Regions from separate parts of the Danio rerio genome. Here region 2 is linked to region 1. Evidence: chromatin contacts called from public HiCAR-type data. All regions are on one chromosome and are shown on one strand. The core of a region is the stretch at or near the end of the contact, and the rest is flanking DNA. Distances in the headings are between cores, read along the strand shown. Region 1 holds the start of ccdc92 (coiled-coil domain containing 92). Region 2 holds the start of rflna (refilin A).

Evidence for each region. HiCAR-type assays count read pairs that join an accessible place to other places.
Region 2: a HiCAR-type map of caudal fin shows a contact between it and region 1, with 7 times the contacts expected there. The contact joins the promoter of rflna here to the promoter of ccdc92 in region 1. A contact is called at or near these places in 2 of 18 Hi-C or Micro-C datasets (caudal fin and an unstated tissue) and 1 of 4 datasets of contacts at active chromatin or transcription factors (caudal fin).

The regions. Positions count from the first base shown.
Region 1 is chr8:51,577,790-51,581,182 of GRCz12tu, reverse strand. ccdc92 (coiled-coil domain containing 92) reads left to right here and starts at 1,371. Exons shown (of 4, transcript NM_001037705.2): 1 at 1,371-1,535. LOC141375904 (a long non-coding RNA gene) reads right to left here and starts at 1,768. Exons shown (of 3, transcript XR_012384713.1): 1 at 1,302-1,768.
Region 2 is chr8:51,761,398-51,764,444 of GRCz12tu, reverse strand. rflna (refilin A) reads right to left here and starts at 1,601. Exons shown (of 4, transcript NM_001007031.2): 1 at 1,373-1,601; 2 at 256-604. The coding sequence starts at 471.

The sequences.
Region 1 (3,393 bases), core at 122-2,621:
AGGGCAATGCAGTGGCGCAGTAGGTAGTTATGTCGCCTCACAGCAAGAAGGTTGCTTGTTCGAGCCTCAGCTGGGTCAATTGGTGTTTCTATGTGGGGTTTGCATGTTTTCCCTGCGTTCGCGTAGATTTTCTCCGGGTGCTCCGGTTTCCCCCACTGTCCAAAGACATGCAGTACAGGTGAATTGGGTAAGGTAAAATGTCCGCAGTGTATGTGTGTGAATGAGCGTGTATGGATGTTTCCCAGAGATGGGTTGCGGCTGAAAGGGCATCCATTGCGTAAAACATGTGCTGGATAAGTTGGATTAATAAAGAGACCAAGCTGAAAGAAAATGAATTAATTTATTTTTAAATATTATTAAATAAATTAGGAAACTACCCATGGTACCCATTGGTATATTTACCTTTGGCCCACGGTTCTTAATGATATTTGGTTTTGGCCATTCATACAAAAAAGTTTGGGCACCCCTGCCCTATATGAATAGATACATAATAATTAAAGAAATTCAAATTACATTCTTACTTTCTTGTTTAAAAAAATGGCTAAAGTAAAATAAAGGACTGGCATGGTGGCTCAGTGGTTAGCACTATTGCCTCACAGCAACATGGTCATTGGTTCAAATCCTGGCTGGACCAGTTGGCATTTCTGTGTGGAGCTTGCATGTTCTCCTCGTGTTGGCGTGGGTTTCCTCCAGGAGCTCCAGCTTCCCCCAAAATCTAAAGACATGTGAAATAAGTGAATTGAATAAACTAAACTGGCCGTAGAGTATGAGAGTATGAGTGTGGCAAGGTAAGAGTGTATGGGTGTTTCCTAGTACTGGGTTGCAGCTGGAAGGGTATCCGCTGTGCAAAACATATGCTGCATAAGTTTGCGGTTCATTTCACTGAGTTGACACCTGATAAATAAGAATAAAGCCGAAAGAAAATTAATGAATGAATGAATGAAAATAAAGAATTAATAATTTGGGATTTTAATAAATAATTTTGTTTGATAAATAAATAAGGAATTAATAAAATAATAATAATAATAATAATAATAATAACATTACTATTATTATTATTGTCTTGACCTCAACTGATCATATGCTAGGCTGTACTTCTTATATTTTCATCTTGGTTTTAAAACATTTCAAATAGCGCTCAACGCACGTCATTATGTTTCTATGGTGATGACGCTTTGGGTCAAATAAATTTCGCTTGACACAATAAGCTCCCCATAAACTTTAACTTACCTTATCCCACTGTACATCACTGACAGCAAGACGACAAAAAAGTGTACTAGTATCGTGTACGTGCGTTTCACCTGCGCCAGAGGCCCGCTGAAGTGCGCGCGCGTGTGTATTTTCCTCAGTATCCCAGCATGCACCGCTTTATTTAGTGTTGTATCTCCGGGAGATGACAGACACAGCCCTCTCTCTCTCTCCTTCTCTCTCTGCCCCAGCGAGGAGACCAAAACCCCGCAGATCTCTCCTCTCAACAGCCCACAGACAGCAGAAGCGACCCCATCACCATTCAGTCGTTCCAGCGCGTCTTTCTGGTAGGTGTCGGCCGCGTCTTTGCGCTTTGCTCCGGTGTAATAATGCGGGCAGCTCGCATCTCTGCTGCACCTGCTCGCTCTCCAGCCTTTGACTGTTTTAAAGCTCACTGTTCTACATGATGTTTAAACGTATGTTGCCAGGTATATTTTGAGTGTAGAGTGTAAGAGCATATTAATCAGGTTGTGTGTGCGTCTGCTGCTTGTTGCGTATTTATTTTCGGACGGATGAGATCATTAATCGACCAGAATGAGTCGCTGCTGGCTGATTATTGTGACAGTAACTGGAGACGACGGTGTTATAAAGTGGCATATAGGTGTCATTGGACACTTATTAACAGGAACACGTTCTTGACTGCTTGTTTTGAATGTCAAGTGTGCATCATACGATATTTGGTATAATTCGCATTAATTTCATGCTGCGTGAATTATACTACTTAAACCATCATCAATTGGTACAGATTTTTAAAGTATATATTTTTGTATGCTTATTATTGATTGAAAGCCTTTGTTTGTAGCTTTACTTATTTTCAGTATTGTTTTGGACACGTGCTGCTGTTTTTTTTTCTGCAAAACTGCAACAGACGCATTCTTCTGTTTTCATACCTGTTAAGTGCATTCTGATGTAATTGTTTTTATTTTAGGATAGTGGTTTATATGGGTGATTGCTGCGCTGTCCGCAATGCAGGTGCTGTTTATGATCCTGCTCATCCCTAGCCATTCTCACGTGCATGTGTTGATGTGCACTGGCCAATCAGATGCTGCCATGAAAGTCCCACATTTTGTCACTCATGAACAATTTTCGCCATTCTATGAGCAGCATATGCTTGGTGTTCTTTAATAAGTGGTTTGTCTAATAATAGAAACGTCTGATTATGAACTGTATGTCTGCTGCTGCTATTGTTGCAAATGTAATGTCATCATACTATGTTACATCATGCAGGAGTGTAGTGGGTGTGACCTCTTGGAAGCGCTGGATGTTTGCGTGTGACTAGGATACAGCAGTGTTTTTAGAGTCTCTTCTATCTGCAGCTCATTGATAATTAATGGGGAGATGAGAGAGAATTTGGAGGGCAGGATAAAGAGCTGCTTAAGGGACATTTCACCCCCCAAAATGCACATTTGTTGATAATAACTTTCAGATAGTTATAAGAAGGTCCATATGTAATCTGCACCACAGAAATCCACAGATTTTTACCACATCATTGAGTCTATTTATATTCTTGTTTAAATGTGTGAAAATTTACCAGTGGCATGAAACACTAAACTCTGGCAATTATTTTAAACAATGGATGCCCTTCCAGCCACAACCAAACCAAAGTTTCAGTGTGTCCCTTTCATTCATTTAGGTACAAACAATTGTTTACAATTGTTTACGAAGGTCAAAATTACAAAGGTTAAAAAAAAGGATTTGATAACATTATTGTTTCTGCTTTTTTTTGTTTTTTTTTAAAGTCAGGGGTATCATTTGTTTTTGTTTTTTTATGAATTTGCATGACTAAACCCAAGGAATATTTAGAGGCAAATAACTTCTGAACAGAGCTGTCACTAAAAAATAAAAAATAAATACAAAAATGCAGAAAAAGGGTAGGAAACATGTCACATTTTGAAAGTTAAAATGTATAGACATTTTAAGAAAGAATTAATTGACCTGTTAAGAGAATGCCGGTATACAGCTCCAAAACCATTAATGAGCTGCAGTTGCATATTTGATAAAAAAAATTAAATAAATGAAAAAATTATATTTAAAAAAATATATATATAATATATATATATATATATATATATATATTCAGTTTTTAAAATTAATCTTAGTAATATTTACTAATATGTATCATTTCTTATTTTGGCTGATTGAAAC
Region 2 (3,047 bases), core at 352-2,851, 180 kb before region 1:
CATCATGATGTGATGTGTTTATTTGAAACCTGAGTCATACATAATGTCTAAATACTGCATAGTACGATTTACCAAAGTAGGACATGTTCCTGCATCAACATACTTTTCCTGGACAGCAAACGATACCCTACCCCTATCCTTAAAATCAGTGCACTGATTTGCTGATAAGGATATTGTTCCACTGCCTGCAAAGGATGTTGATCCAGGAAAATGCACTTCTTGGTTCTCCTCTAAAGCTTTGAGATGATTGCATACCAGTTTGCCTTCCCGGCTCTCCTTTCTGCAGTATCCTTGCAGCTCGGTCGGGGTTGAGCAGCTGGCGGACCGCGACTCGAGAATCCCCGGCGACAGAGAGTAGAAGGGTGGACTGGGGCTTGGAGGGAGTCCCGAATCCGGACTATCGAGCAGTCCCTCTCGGTTCTTTCCTTTCAAACTGTCATCCATAGCTTGCAAATGTAAATGCCCCACCATTTCTGGAAGAGCGCAATTATAATTTTTTAAACTAGCCAAATTCACTCCAAGAAGAAAGACGATGCAAGATGTGTTTAAAGTTAAAGTCCCATAACAAAGCCACACAGGGAGACCTGTTGTTTCCTTCAGAAGCCTGAAACAAAAGTAATAACATATATGGTTTATATGGAAGAACAGAGATAGTTCTCACAACTTGTACACAATTTCTCCTCAGGTTTAAAGGATTTTTGAGAGTCATTTTTAACACAGATACATTCACATTTAAGTAGGTTGTAAAAAAATAATCTAAATTTAATTCTAAATATAAAAATGTGTCTAAACCTAAACAACATTTCTGAAACAGCAAAATGTTAATGTAATAACTACTTCAAACTGCTGATCTGACTTAAAACACTAAATATTGTGTAAGTATATACCAATATAAGATGTGACAACTTCTCCTGAACACCTAAAACCTTGCTTACTGAGGTATAATCCTTGTGACAACTCAGTTTGACAACTACAGTACATGGCCCTATACAGTAGTTTACCAACTGACTTCATTCGTTAAAAAGCATTTAGGCTACTAAATAATTACAATGTATAATGACTGTACTAAATCTAGCATGGTGCCAGTGTACATAGCGTGTTTTTGAAGAGAGTTAAAACACTACCAGAACTTTTTTTAGCGCACATATTTTGATGCCCAAAATGCCGCCTAGGTAGGCATCTTACTAGATTTGGAAACGCCGCCGAACATGTTTCCAAAAGTGCTCGTTACAGAATAATACGCAGACCAGTCACATGCATTTGTTTTTATTTAATTAAAACATAAACAAAAGCCACTCCTAATGCGCTTTATAATAGATTCAGACTGTATAAAAGCGATAGCTGTCCCTTAAAGAGACTAACGTTAGGTTACCTTTGAATTGTATAAATCCCGCCGTTTAAAACTCCGTGAATGAAGTTCACGTTAGTTCATGATCTCAAAGAGTAAAATCCAAAGTAGGCGCGATTATATTCTCACAGGCAGCTTCAAAAGTGAACAGCAGAACTCGCTGAATTCTCACAAAAGTCCCCAGCTGATTATAGCCGGTGTCTTCTGTTCGTCTGTGGTCCTCCTGAAAGTGCAGAAGTGTCTCCCAGCAGCGCTGCGCCAGTTTGAGAACGAGTAGAGAGCGCGCACTCTGACCGCCAGCCTTTATGCGCCTGGAGCCAATCCAGAGCGGCCGAGCAGATGATGTCAATACAAGCTCCAACCAGCAGGGGGACCGACAGCTGCGTTTGACAGCTCTGCCCTACATTTCAGCAAAACGTTTGGCTTTTAGAGAATAATATAAAGCAAACCGCGAAAGTGTGTGTAAAGCATTAGTGTAAATCAATTTACACGTTTTAAAATGCTTTAGAACTGACCTCTGCGAGAAAAAATGCACCTCTGCGATTTCTGAAGAACATTTGTGGCTTTAAATTGCCTTGATTCTTGAGAAAGTGTACTGGGTTACTGTGGGATTAGTGTGTCACACTTCTGAAAAATTAGGGTGACCTGTATCTTTGGCCGATACACAACTTTCCTTCTCTGCCTACATGAAAAAGTACTATAGTAGTTCATAGTAAATACACTTTTTGAACCAAACTAGCCAAGTATATTTTACTGTATTATAGTATTTACAACACACTACAGCATATTATCTGTAATGAAGTGACAAACTGTAGTAAATACCGCAGTATTCTTTAGTTTCACAACTGCAAACTGTTGTTTATTGTAGTATAATATACGCAATTATATTAAAAAACATAGTAAAAAAACATAGTAATGGGTCAATTGTTTATTACTACAGTTAGGTCACCATACATAGAAACTGTGTTACTTCTACAACAGATTAATTCAGGTAATTTATTATATCATGGTTCAAAATCACTATATTTACTATAAATTCATATATATATATATATATATATATATATATATATATATATATATATATATATATATATATATATATATATATATATATATATATATATATATATATATATATATTTTATTATTTTTTTTTTTTTTGTGGGTGTAATTTAAGTCTTCGAAGAATCAGGAGCTTGTGTTATGATTAGAAAATACCTAATTTTAAGTCAATCAGAAAAAAAAAAAGAGTGACACAACGAAATTAACCATGTTTTTACTACAAATAAAGAAGAAAATAAAATGAAAAGTGTAGTTTAACCAAGGTGACCACAAATTAAACTTGTGCCAAAAACCATAGTTTAAATATGGCTGTAAAAGATTAATAATGGTAAACGATGGCTACTACACATTCACTATAATAAAACCCTGGTTAATTTTCATAATGGACGTCACTACAACCATATCCATGGTTAAACACCGCTTCAGAGCATCTGTGTGGTTTCTTCAAACCACATATGCCACACTGATAAATGATAAATAATTAGTAATAACTGAGCATATTGTAAACAAAATATAAGTGTTTCTCAGCCCTGTCTGCTATGTAGTTTATAAAACAGGTGCTAAAATCTATTTCTGCCTGAACAACGCCAGCTGAGTAAACAAAAAAACTCCTAACAAAAAATAATTCTTATTT